Linked DNA regions of Mus musculus: regions 1 and 3 are each linked to region 2. The links are chromatin contacts, called in public HiChIP or PLAC-seq maps. All regions are on one chromosome and are shown on one strand. The core of a region is the stretch at or near the end of the contact, and the rest is flanking DNA. Distances in the headings are between cores, read along the strand shown. Region 1 overlaps Iqgap1 (IQ motif containing GTPase activating protein 1). Region 2 holds the start of Furin (furin (paired basic amino acid cleaving enzyme)). Region 3 overlaps Iqgap1 (IQ motif containing GTPase activating protein 1).

Evidence for each region. HiChIP or PLAC-seq counts read pairs in DNA pulled down with a chosen protein or histone mark.
Region 1: a contact with region 2 is called in a FOXA1 HiChIP or PLAC-seq map of pancreatic cancer cells. The contact joins the enhancer-like site here to the promoter of Furin in region 2. A contact is called at or near these places in 4 of 39 promoter capture datasets (cranial neural crest, embryonic stem cells, frontonasal cranial neural crest and 1 more), 6 of 484 Hi-C or Micro-C datasets (B cells, CD4 T cells, DN3 thymocytes and 2 more), 3 of 115 datasets of contacts at active chromatin or transcription factors (bone marrow-derived macrophages, kidney and pancreatic cancer cells) and 3 of 9 other capture datasets (adipose tissue, embryonic stem cells and liver).
Region 3: an H3K27ac HiChIP or PLAC-seq map of embryonic stem cells shows a contact between it and region 2, with 3 times the contacts expected there. The contact joins the enhancer-like site here to the promoter of Furin in region 2. A contact is called at or near these places in 1 of 484 Hi-C or Micro-C datasets (the G1E-ER4 cell line), 4 of 115 datasets of contacts at active chromatin or transcription factors (CD4 single positive thymocytes, embryonic stem cells, pancreatic cancer cells and 1 more) and 4 of 9 other capture datasets (adipose tissue, embryonic stem cells, liver and 1 more).

What each region holds. Positions count from the first base shown.
Region 1 is chr7:80,714,114-80,718,204 of GRCm38.p6, forward strand. It overlaps Iqgap1 (IQ motif containing GTPase activating protein 1), which reads right to left. Exons shown (of 38, transcript NM_016721.2): 37 at 2,898-3,006. Among named protein-coding and RNA genes, the nearest start is that of Crtc3, 27 kb to the left of the region's middle. Within about 2 kb of position 1,363, at least 105 of the 459 cell types and tissues checked have an H3K27ac peak or open chromatin away from gene starts, as enhancers often do. A contact at or near this core is called in bone marrow-derived macrophages and pancreatic cancer cells, where this site is marked.
Region 2 is chr7:80,401,395-80,405,101 of GRCm38.p6, forward strand. It overlaps Furin (furin (paired basic amino acid cleaving enzyme)), which reads right to left and starts at 1,418. Exons shown (of 16, transcript NM_011046.3): 1 at 1,136-1,418. Gm44851 (predicted gene 44851) reads left to right here and starts at 3,046. Exons shown (of 1, transcript NR_169037.1): 1 at 3,046-3,707.
Region 3 is chr7:80,743,242-80,746,965 of GRCm38.p6, forward strand. Iqgap1 (IQ motif containing GTPase activating protein 1) reads right to left here. Exons shown (of 38, transcript NM_016721.2): 16 at 877-967; 17 at 552-719. Among named protein-coding and RNA genes, the nearest start is that of Crtc3, 56 kb to the left of the region's middle. Within about 2 kb of position 2,205, at least 68 of the 459 cell types and tissues checked have an H3K27ac peak or open chromatin away from gene starts, as enhancers often do. A contact at or near this core is called in embryonic stem cells and stem cell-derived neural progenitor cells, where this site is marked.

The sequences.
Region 1 (4,091 bases), core at 113-2,612, 310 kb after region 2:
GGGCCAGCTACCCTGGGTGCTGGAGCAACAGGGAGCCTACAACTTAGTCTTAGGTTATCATTTAGTTTATAGTAAAAGATTCTAAACACAAAGGGAAATTAGGAGTTATGTTCAGTTAAAATACATTTAAAGCTTATTTCAAAAGTTACAACGGTAGGGGCCGCTGGAGCAGTGAGCAGGGCATGGATGAGTGGGTGAAGCATCATCCTCAAGAGGCAAAGGGGAGGGTGGAGAGGGGAGAGGGGAGATGGGATGGGATTTGTTGAGGGGTAACTGGAAGGGGGATATGATTTGAAATGTAAAGGAATGATTAATCAAAAAGAAGTTATGATGGCATTTCCCCATTGTTTCAGATGTAGGTTAGAGGTTTTAATACACATAGAAAAAGTAAAGGCATTTCAATTTATGAAATATGCCAATGAGAATGAGAAATGAAAATGAGAATGACCTGTAATGTCTCAGTACCTACCAGTTGCTCTGCCCCCGCCCCGCCTCCACCCCTGGCACTTTTGCACAGGCTGACCGAATACTCCTGACCCCATGGTGGGATGACAGGTATGTGCTGCCTGGCTCAGTTTCTACAGTGCTGAGATCAAACCCAGGGGTTTGTGCCTGCCAAACAAGCATTCTACCAACAGAACTACATCTCCAGCTCTGCAGTCTACTGGAGTCCTTTGTTTTTAGGAGACTGAGCCCAGGGTCTCTTGTAAACTGAATATGACTCCAACTTCAACTCCGCATGAGAAAGGTTGTCTAACGTAAATGCAAGTACAACAGGAGGAGCAACCATCCAGCACCGAGCCTGTGTGTGGCCTCGGTTAGGCACCTTACACACTATTTTTTCAAGGCATTACAAAAACCTTATGAAGCATAATTATCTGAACTTTAGAGATGAGCTGCTGAGGCTCAAAGTGTTGGGTGGCAAGGCCATCAGGAAAGAGCTGGCTCTGGGGTGATCGGTATGATCGGCTGTTTTCTAATGTTCTCTGCAGTCCTGGCGGCTTACGACAGCACTGTCGTCACTACCACTAAACTGGTGAGTGGTGGTGAGGAAGGGCATGAAGGGACCGCAGTGTCCCAAGGATGGGGACCATGGTGTGTCCTCTCTGCCTAGCCTAACCCTAACCCCAGGCACCTATGAGGCAGACCAGTTCCTGAATCCGAGCAGCAGTGTACAGTCTCCTTAGCAGACTGGTTGGCCTGCACTGGCAGTGAAACCAATGGAATAGGGACTGTATGCAGTATGCTTAGTTACAGTGTGTGAAGAAATCCTTTCACAGTTACTGAATTAATATGCGCTGAGAGACTACTGGTTACCAACAGGGAGGTACAGATGACTAAGACATACTGTCTTAGGAGTTCCCAGTTTTGGGGGTGGCAGGGAAATGAGTCAGCTCGCACTGTCAACAGAGGATGTCTCAGGGCTGCTGAGTCAAGGGGAAGGGCCATCACTGCGGCTGTAGGGGGGCAGCGCGGGCCAGTGCTCACTGTTTGATGGAGGCAGGAGGCAGGTAGGGAGCAGAGGGAGGGAGGCTGATTCCAGGAGGGGAGAGCATCCTGTGCAGAAGGCGGAACGCTTGCTCACAGAGAGGCACCAGCCTGGTTTGCTAGACCACGGCAGTGGCAAGCAAGGCAGGGTGTGGCAAGACATGGAAGAGCAGTTTGGCAGTAGAGCATGTGTGAGGCTCAAAGTTTGATTCTCAGCACTGCAAAAGAAATGAGCCAACCAGGCTGAAGAGGTCACTCACTGGTTAGGAGCACTGACTGCTCTTCTAGAGGTTCTGAGTTCAATTCCCAGCAACCACATGGTGGCTCACAACCTTCTGTAATAGGATCTGATGCCCTCTTCTGGTGTGTGTCTGAAGACAGCTACATACATAAATACATAAATCTTTAAAAAAAAAAAAAAGAAAAGAAAAAGAAACCAACCAACAAAAACCGTAAGAGGTCTACTATGTGGTACACACATAGTTGGGTCTGGACACCGCTCATGAATCCTTTCAATTGTCTGATTATTTCTGGCTTTGGATTTTGAAGATTGCTTTCACTATACAGGCTGGCCAGGAATTACAATGAAGTCCAGGCTGGCCTCAAACTCTGAATCTTCTTGCCTCTGTCTCCTGAGAGCTGGATTACTGGTGCGTGTCACCATCCTTATTTGGTACATTTTTTAATGTGCAAAAATAGATATTTAGGCAGCTCGGCATGGTGGCACATATCTATAATCCCAGCATTTGGGAGAAACAGGAGAGTCAAGTGTTCAAGGCCAGACTCAACTACATAGTGGATTTGAGGATAGTTTGGGCTACATAAGATTCCTCCCACTCCCCAAAATCAGGTATTTGGGGTTGGAAATTGAACTCAGTGGGAAACAGCCTGCAAGCACAATGCTGAGGGTCAAATGTAAGCACCAGAAAGAAAAAAAAAAGAAACTTAAAAATAAATTAGGGGCAGCTACGTTATAAAACGGCTACAGAGTTAATTTTGAATTTAAAATGTGATTCAGAGTTACAACGAGGCAATGTGTTCACAAATTTTAGTAATATCCCTAACAAAAGGTATCCATATCAAATAAAAATGAAAACAAAGAGAGATTTCAAGTACAGAGCAGCAAAGAATCTCTTACTGCTAACACTGGTGGTTAGGTACCTCCTTCAAGGCCAGGGCACCAGCTCATCAGGGCTGGAGTGAAGATTCAGGTGTCAGAGCACTCTAAAGCATCCGCACAGGACGACTCTCAGAGGACACAGACCACACCCAACTCCCCAAGCCCTTAGCTTCTCCCAACTAGGCGCCCACCGAGCTCTCTGAATACACAAAGCTCTCCCCAAAGGCTTTCCCTTATCTTTTCTCCCACCTCATCGGAGAGCGTCACGCCTGAGCCTGTGCACACCCACCTGATAATGCAACATGAAAGTCTCCATCTGAACTCCCATGAACTTGGCTTTTACTTCAAAGTCTCCAACTTCTTCTGTTGGACCAATTTCGAAGATAACATTTTTAAATCTGTTGAAACACAACACCGTATGTGTGAGCTTTGAGTTTTTAGGTAATGAGACTCTGAGATGGGGGAGGGGGCACTAGGGGTAGATTCTGGACCTAAGTTCGCCTGGAGCGGCAGCGCCATTGGCAAAAGCATCCTGCTGTGGTGTCTGCTTTGACACCTGGAGAGAGAAATGGTCACCCCTCCCTGAAGCACTTGCAATTTGTTCCAAGACGGCCCATGAGAAGGCCACCAAAGCCTGAAATGGTGAGACCAGATGGCCCCGCCCTGAAGCAACAGTCAAAAGTCAGTGAGAAAAGGAGCAGGGTGTGGTGGCGCACACCTGCCATCCCAGCACTCGGGAGGCAGAGGCAGGGAGATACCTGAGTCTTGAGACCAGCCTGGTCTACAGAGTGAGTTCCAGGATACCCAGGGCTACACAGAGAAACCCAGTTCTTGGGGAAGGGGAGGGTGTTTGAGGATTGTGAGAGATGAGTGAGGAAGCAGAGGGGTCAGCAAGGTTGCTTTACTGGACTGAGAATGTATGTACTTAAGGATGAGTACACACGGCCCTAGGCAGGAAACCACACAGCACCAGCAATAAGTACGATTATGCTGCTCCCCAGGAGAACAGAGCAATCACTCCACATCTGCAGAGCTCCGTAGAGCTGTGGCCCACTACAGACAGTGAAGAACCAGTAAGGGTGCCCAAGAGGTCTCCAAGGGGATAAAGGAGCGCTCACAGCATCCGTGCTCAGAAACGGGGTGGTTTCACCTTACCTGCTTGGAACGCCTCCTTCCTACGGATAATTGCTTTGTGCAGTAATTAGTGTGAATGCACTTGGTAAGTCTTTTAGTGTCTATGCCCATAGCAGCAAATGAGAGAGAAGAGATGCAAACAGAGGGGCACAGGAAGATTAGTGGGAAATGATGACAGACAGACGGGAAGAATCTAGGTCAGAGACTGGGGGACTGCAAATGTCAGAACAACCACACAAAAACCAAACACCACAACAGAATCAGTCGAAAAACTGACCGGGGGTTGGCGGGGGGGGGGGGGGGGGGGGGGGGGGGGGAATCACAAGCCATACTCAAATCACACCAAAAT
Region 2 (3,707 bases), core at 168-2,667:
ACAACCATTCCAGGCATAAGACGGGCACTTACCCCCAGGTGTGGCTGCTGTTTCTAGGACCTGGAGACCCAGCTGAGGCAGCCACAGAGCAAGCCACCAAAGACTGCTGGGAAACCCAATCAGGTCTCTCTTTCCAGCAGAGACCCCAAGGCAGGTCCTGTTACAGGCACCTCCCAGGAAATTTTAACTCCTAGTCCCTGCTCAACTACTTACACAAGTCATTTCCACTCTCTGGGCCTCAGTTTCCTTGGTGGTTAAAAACTATTAGGACAGAGGCTTTCAAACTTTTTTTAAGCCATAGGATCCTCTTTTTAAAAAAATACAAATTTTAGATAGAAGCCCAAAACAGGAAACACACACCTAATCTGCTCGCCCACCCTCCTTTTCTATGTCCACACCTGGCCAGCAGCCACATGCCCTCACTGGGCCACATCACCTGCGTCGTCTTGGCACTTCCCAAGTCAGAGAGAATCCCAGTGCTTCAGAGAGATGAAAGTCCACTTCCCCTAGGCGCAAAGCCCTGGGGCGGTGGGAACGGCGGCACCGAGCAGACTAGTGTCTGCTGTCAGACCTGTATGGCAAGCAGGCCGCCCCTCGGCTAGCCACCCGATGGATGGGGGCAGCAGGGGCCTCGGCCAGGCCTCGGCAGGAGGCAGCCCGGAGCGAGCCTCCCCCAAGCCGGCCTGTGCGCGCACGCGAAATCCGCCCCCGACCGCTCCGGCCGTACAGGTGTGCCAGGCGGCCGAGGACCCCGTGCCCTCCCGGGAGCGCGCCCCACCAGGCGCAGGCCCCGGCCGCCGGGGCCACGGAGGACCGCGGGCAGGCGGGAGCACCCAGAGTCCGAGGAATGCTCTGCCTAGCCCGCCCCAGCAGGGGCCCCGCCGGCGCTTCCTGAGGTCATAGGGCTCGCCCCGGCCCCAGCGGAAAAGTACCGGCGCGGGCCCAAGCCCGGCGCTCAGGTGGGCTGCGCGGCTCCCGTCCTCCCGCCGCGGCGGCCGAGAATCCGCGACCAGAGCCCGGCGGCCGGCGAGGCCCGGGGCTGCGCCGCCCGGCTCCGCGCTCCCCCGCCCGCTCCGGGCCCGGTTCCCCAGCGCGCCGCCTCCCCGGCCCCGGGCCGCGCGCCCTCGCCGCTTACCCTGGGGAGCCCGGGCGGGGAAACTTTTCCGGACGAGCGCCGCGGCCGCTCGGGTACCCCTCGGCCGAGCACGGAGCCCGGCGGCGGGGGCCTGGCTCCGGCGGTCCCCGCGCCCGGCAGCGGCGTCACGGCGCGCAGGCGGGGAGGCGCGGCGGCGCGGCCTCGGCCCGGCCGGCGACCAGGGCAAGGCTCGGCCTGGGCTCGGGCGCGGGCGGGGGGCAGCGGCCCGGCCGCGGCGGCGCGGCTTGTTTACTCGGGCCGCTGTCACAGCGGCGGCGGCGGCGGCGGCGGCCCGGGCTCCTCCTCCTCCGCGCCGCGCCCCTCCCCCTCGCGGCGCCACCTCCGCGCTCGGCGGCCGCAGCCGGCCCGGCCCGTTCGCCGCCCGGGTCGGGTCAGGCCGGGCCCGGCCGGGCCCGGCCGGTGTTCAGAGAGCTCCACGCGGCGGGCCCTGCGTTCTCGGGGCGCCCTGTCTGCGGCTGCCAGCGGGGCGGGTAGGGAGCGTGGTCCCTGCGCGCCACCCCAGGCCCCTCGGTCCGCACCGCGTTAGGCTCTTGGCCCCGCAAACTCCCGGGCAGATGGTTTCGGAGACCCGGACTGGGAGCCCGCGGGCGAGATGGCGAGGGAAGGGCCGAGGGTCGGGGGGTTTGGGGAGAGTCCAAGCTGGCCCTGCCTTGCCCGAGGTTCCTGGGTCCCGAGTTTTGAGTTTGGGGATAGTCAAGGGAAGCGCCCTGGGATGGCGGACCTGGGGCAACTCCACTCTCAGGTCGGATCTCACAGCGGCAGGGCAGCCCTCGTGCCTCCAGTTAGAGGAGTCACAGTTTTATTTGCTTTTGTAGAGACAGGTGGATAAACAGAAATAGCCCACCTCCTTTTATGGTTTTTTTTTTTTCCCAATACTTTTTTTTCCCCCTGCAACAACGGAGAGCTAGGCACTGGGCCAATCAGTTCACCCTATCTTCTCCTTATGTACATTCCTTAATCCACATAATCCGCTCAGGATGACATTATTAATCCCACTTTACAGATAAGGAAACTGAGGCACACAAAGTTTAAATAATTTTCCTTAAGCTACACAACTTAGCAGGCCTCAGACTTGGCAGCGTTTCACTCCAAGCTACTTACAGTATACCAGCCAGAGCCCTTCCCTCCCTGGGTTCCTGCCCTAGAAAACGGCTGTGCTACTTGGCGGAAGGTTGACATTCTGCTCGAGCTGAGAAAGAAGAGGGGAACCGGGCCAAGATCTTCCCAGGCTGGGTTGTTCCAAGGTCGCCAGCGGCCTCTGCACATCCCTTCTTGCTCTCTGTGAGATAACCTGGCCACATGAGACTTTGCCTCAAAACCCTCAAAGTAGTACACATACACACATACACACGTATCATTTGTGTGGAAAGTCGTCCAGGAAAGTTGGGCTCAAATCCTTGCGGTACTATTTTGCATTATTTCGAACCTTAAATTCTCAGAGCCCCGATTTATCCCTCTGAAAATGGAGATGTGTATGAAGTTAACTGAATCTGTTATTTGAGCATCCGTTAAAACACTGCAGACATGGGGTCTCTAAAAGTCTGGTTCCTCCCAGATTGGGGGCTTTCCCTTAGAAGGAGCTAAGACCTGTGGGGACCACTGTGGGGTAGCCCCCACCAGCACCACCACATGCACATTTGGGAGAACAATACTCTTGTGGTGAGACTGAGGCAGGAAGTGAGTCAGAGATTTTCCTTAGGCTATGAGCAACATCACCCATTTAGGGGAAATAGGGACAGGGTTGGCCCTATCTAGCAAGGGAGTCCCCTAGTGCTCCTCCCAATTGTCCTGTGACCTGAAAGTTTACCTCAGAATGAAAGCCTCGTGGTTTCCCCCTTCCTTGGAGGCTGGCCCAGAGGAGTCTCCGTGGGCCTTTGGAGGGAAGAACTAGCCAGACCCCTGAAGGCTGCAACCCAGGCACAACTATCTTCTCCTGCCAGCCTTTCTGCCGCCTTGCCTTGAGTGGGAAGCAGTCAGCCCTGCCTCCTTGAGGGAGAGGCCTGTGTGGAGGCACTATGGGGGTGAGCGGTTGCCTACACTTTGCCTCTCTCGAATCTGGATGGTCACATAGATTGCATTTGCAATAACTCTGCTGACAATTATCTGAAAGTCTTTCTCGTCAGAGGGAGATTCTGTTATCTTTCTGCAACAAGTCCCATAGGCAGGTACTGTACTCTTTATCATTCTTACCATTGACCTGAAGCCTAAGGGTCCAGGAAGCTCAGCTGCCTCTAACACTCAGTTCCTGACGTGAGTCTTCTAAGGTGACACTTACCAATTTTACAGAGTCCTAAGATGGGAGAAGAGGGGGCCATCTGGACAGGGGGCTGGGGGGAGGAAGGGCCAGCCAGAGCTCTCTTTATCCTTAGATTTGGAGCTGATCCATAAGTAACCACAGAGAGCTTTAGTGCTAAAATCCAGTCAGTCCCTTTATACCCTTGAGGAACTGTGGGACTCTATCTTTCAAACCTCTCCCTAACCTGAGGCACCCAGAAGCCTTTAACAGCAACCACCCTTGGTTTAAATCACTGCACATACAGCATGTGTGTAT
Region 3 (3,724 bases), core at 955-3,454, 340 kb after region 2:
ACTCTGGTCAGCTTTGAGAACCTACACACTTTCTAAAACCTATTCCTTGGATCCAACAGTAAAGGAACATCTCGTGTGTCCCCTGGGCCTTGGCTGAGTAATGTCTGGTCTATGTCATGCATGTCATATTGCCTAGGAGGGTCCATCACAGAACCAATCATACTATTCTTACAACTCCTCTGTCTAAATCCTGCAGTCAAAACACCGTCCAGAAAAGACGGGCCATGCACCCTTCAGCACTACCGTTCAGGAATGAGAGAGCTACAACATTTTCTCTGCTGTGAACTTCTGTCAGCCGTCCACAGACTCAGATAGTCAGAGCTGCTGACATCCTAGGAAATGCGAACAGCCAAGTATCTCGGATCCTTTCCACGCTCTCAATAAAACTGGTCTAGTTCACGCAGCTATCTACAAGCGTTCAGAGTTTAGGACTATTTCCTGCAAAGTGAGCCTAAATACTGTTTATCCACACTGCGTATCTTGGCCTACATCTGTCTCCTGATATGCTCAAGGGCTTAGCTCATGGACATATGTACCCCCCCATGACCCACCTGCTGCCAGTCTCTTCTTCTTGGCTTCAGCAAGGTCACTCTGGTACGTTTCCCCACATTCGGGGATCACTCCATATAAGCCAACGTCGGGAGAACGTAGGGCACTCAGGGTTCTGCCAACATCACCGCTGTCTACTGCTTCATTGATGGCAGAGATTCCTAAGGCAACTGTCTCGGAAGAGAGTTATTAATGGAGCAATTTAGGGGCTGTCTGTGTTCACATGACTTCACCCAGCATACCTACTGGCCAGCTACCCTGCCCAGCACCTGTTGACCTCACCCTCCACCTACACGTGAGCCAGACAACAGACACATGGATACTTACACCTCTGGGCCTCTTGGGTGTCTTTGTTGGACTGCCAGATTCCACCTTGAATTTCATCCAACCATAACACAGCTGACTCATCCTGTGTTTCCTACATATGATTGAAAGCAAAACAGTACGAAAGCCATGGTGAACATCAGGGTATGTGTGATGAGGGCCTTCTGGGGCTCAGCTACAGAAGAAAAAGCTCCACAGATGAGCCGTGGATTAAGTGAATGAAAAGAGCCAGGCATCAAATACCCTGCCCTAAAGTTAAACAGGAAATGGCTCCAATGTAAGCAATGGATGAATGAATGAAGGCCACTCAAACTGTTCAGGAAGCTGACAGCCGTGGAGGGCGCAGGAGCAGGTACACTGGGAAGGGGCCCAGGGACTTGTACCGTATGACAAAGGCCAGAGTATGTGTATTAATACACAAGGTCCAGAAAGCTTCCTTTGCCCTTGAAACACACACAGAGGCAGCTCAAATTCTCCAATACAACCAACGCTTATGTCTTATGTAACCGGATCCTTTTCCTTCTCAGATTTAAAACCTGGAGTTACTGCTACTGCAAGAGTTCTTTTTTGTTTGTTTTGCTTTGTTTTTTGAGACAGGGTTTCTCTGTGTAGCCCAGGCTGTCCTGGAACTCACTCTGTAGACACGGCTGTCCTCAAACTCACAGAGATCCACCTGCCTCTGCCTCTGCCTCCCAAAAGTTGGGATTAAAAGTGTATGCCACCATGCCCTGCTTAAGCCTTTCATTTTAAAATCATTTGCTGGAAACTAAACACACATGTCCACACACAGGATTCTAATAAATGGTGACGAGATAGCCAGAAAAGCTGTACAGTCTGAGCGGGCTCCTGTGTCAGAGGTGATGGAGCAGAACTGGCTTGTTTCACTCTTGCTATAGTTTATTTTTCCTTAAGCTAACATGTAAGGGTTCAATATAGGATTCTGATGCATATACCATTTTATTATTCACCCCCACCCTCCCTGATCCCCCCCCCCTTTGCTGGTTTCTTGTCTCCCTTCAAATATTTTTCCTCATGTGTTCATGTTACATATACTGAAGATGGGGAATGGCCACACACAATTCCGAGTCCTCAAAGTACTGTAAATGCTAACATCAACTGCAGGGTGAAGCCACAATGCGGCAGCCACAGGCTGTGACTCCAAGAGCTGAGAAGTCAGAGGCAACAGGGCGGATGGTCCTAGTCTGCAAGAGAAACTGCCCACAAACGCTACGACCAAAGCAAAGGCACTTCCGTGGGCTGGAATCCAGCCATTGCGGGTTCACTGCTAGGCTGATCTCACATGCATTCCAAGAAGAATCAGCTAACAGCAGAGCTGGGAGGCCAAGGGAGAGCCTTCCCCTGCAGGGAGAGAGCGCTCTGCAAGCGTTCTGACTATTCACAGTCCTATCCCCCACTGCCCCATGCAGGGTAAAACAAAGAGCTACGGTTAACCTTTCTTTCACACATAATCCTCACACATAAGGACCAAACAATGGAGCTAAGGTATGAAAGGCAAGAGAATGAAGAGAAATTGGTCTGGCATATGCTCTAACTAGTTCCTGGTGGCTTACACACAAGCATGTGTATACAGATGGGAAGAGAGTTTTAAAAGTCACGCATGTACATAATAGTAAAGTGATGCTCACCTTGGGCATTAAGACTCTCCTACCCAGGGACTGGTGATCATTCTTACAAAGTGCTCCAAAGGCACCAACTTCAAGTAAGGAAAGAAATGAAATGGCAGACTCGGGACTTCTAAGAAACTTCTCACTAAAAATCCTGGCTAAAAATAGCATGGATTAGCTTTTGTAAGCTGACAAGATGAAGGAAGGTTTGTAACAGTTAAGAGCTGACACAAAGGCATTTCCCACTGAGTGAGAAAGAACGTGAGCTCGGTGCTGTTCCATCTTCCCACAACCTATCTGGTGCTCCCTGGGAGGTCACCAGTGCTTCCCCCCCCCCCCATCCCTTATCCTCATTGGATGACCAGGGCCTTCCCCAGCTGTTTAGCATCACTGATGCTTGTGGTGATAATGTACAGTCTCACCACCACCACCACCACCACTAACCAAAAACACTGAGAAGGCAAATCTGGAGAAGAGGTGTGAGCTGTGAGACCCTTGACCTGGATGGGAACCGAGAGGGCCACACCTGGTACAGATGGGGTGCAGAGACTCTTCTATAAGTGATTGTGAACATAGGGGAGGCAATGACACAAATTTTATAATGATGTATCATATGGCCTGCAAATTATATTCCAATAAAATCGAAAGCTCTAAGCTCCGTGTCTGACCAAGCCTGGAGAGAAAGCTGCACAGCTGTAAACAGCCTGCCTACTGAGCGGAAAGCACAAAGGCCCCTCAGCAGGGCAGGGAGGCCCCTCAGCAGGGCAGGGAGGCCCCTCAGCAGGGCAGGGAGGCTTTACAGGGTCTAGGGATTCAAGGACACCTGTCCAATTGTTAGCAAATCACAAGCTGATTAGGGAGATTTTCCTGCATGTACATGACAAAGACAGTTCACAGAATTCAGAAACGCCTTGAACAGCTGTGCACCTGCAATCTCACTGAAGCAAGCCCCCATCTCAACAAAAACCCTAGAACACCAAATAAGTGATGCATGAGGGCAGGAATCTGATTTCTGCAGTTAACACATTATCAGTAGAATGTTTTGTTGCCAAATAAAACACACAGCAACAACAAAAATAAGGCATGCAGGGACTGGACAGACATACAAACCCACCAGACGACAGACAGATGCTACCACTGAAGTGCCTCAAGGTGAACTTGTGGGCCAAGACTCGGATCAGCTATTTTATATATGTTAAAGAATTAGTGGGGATTGCGGCAGGCAC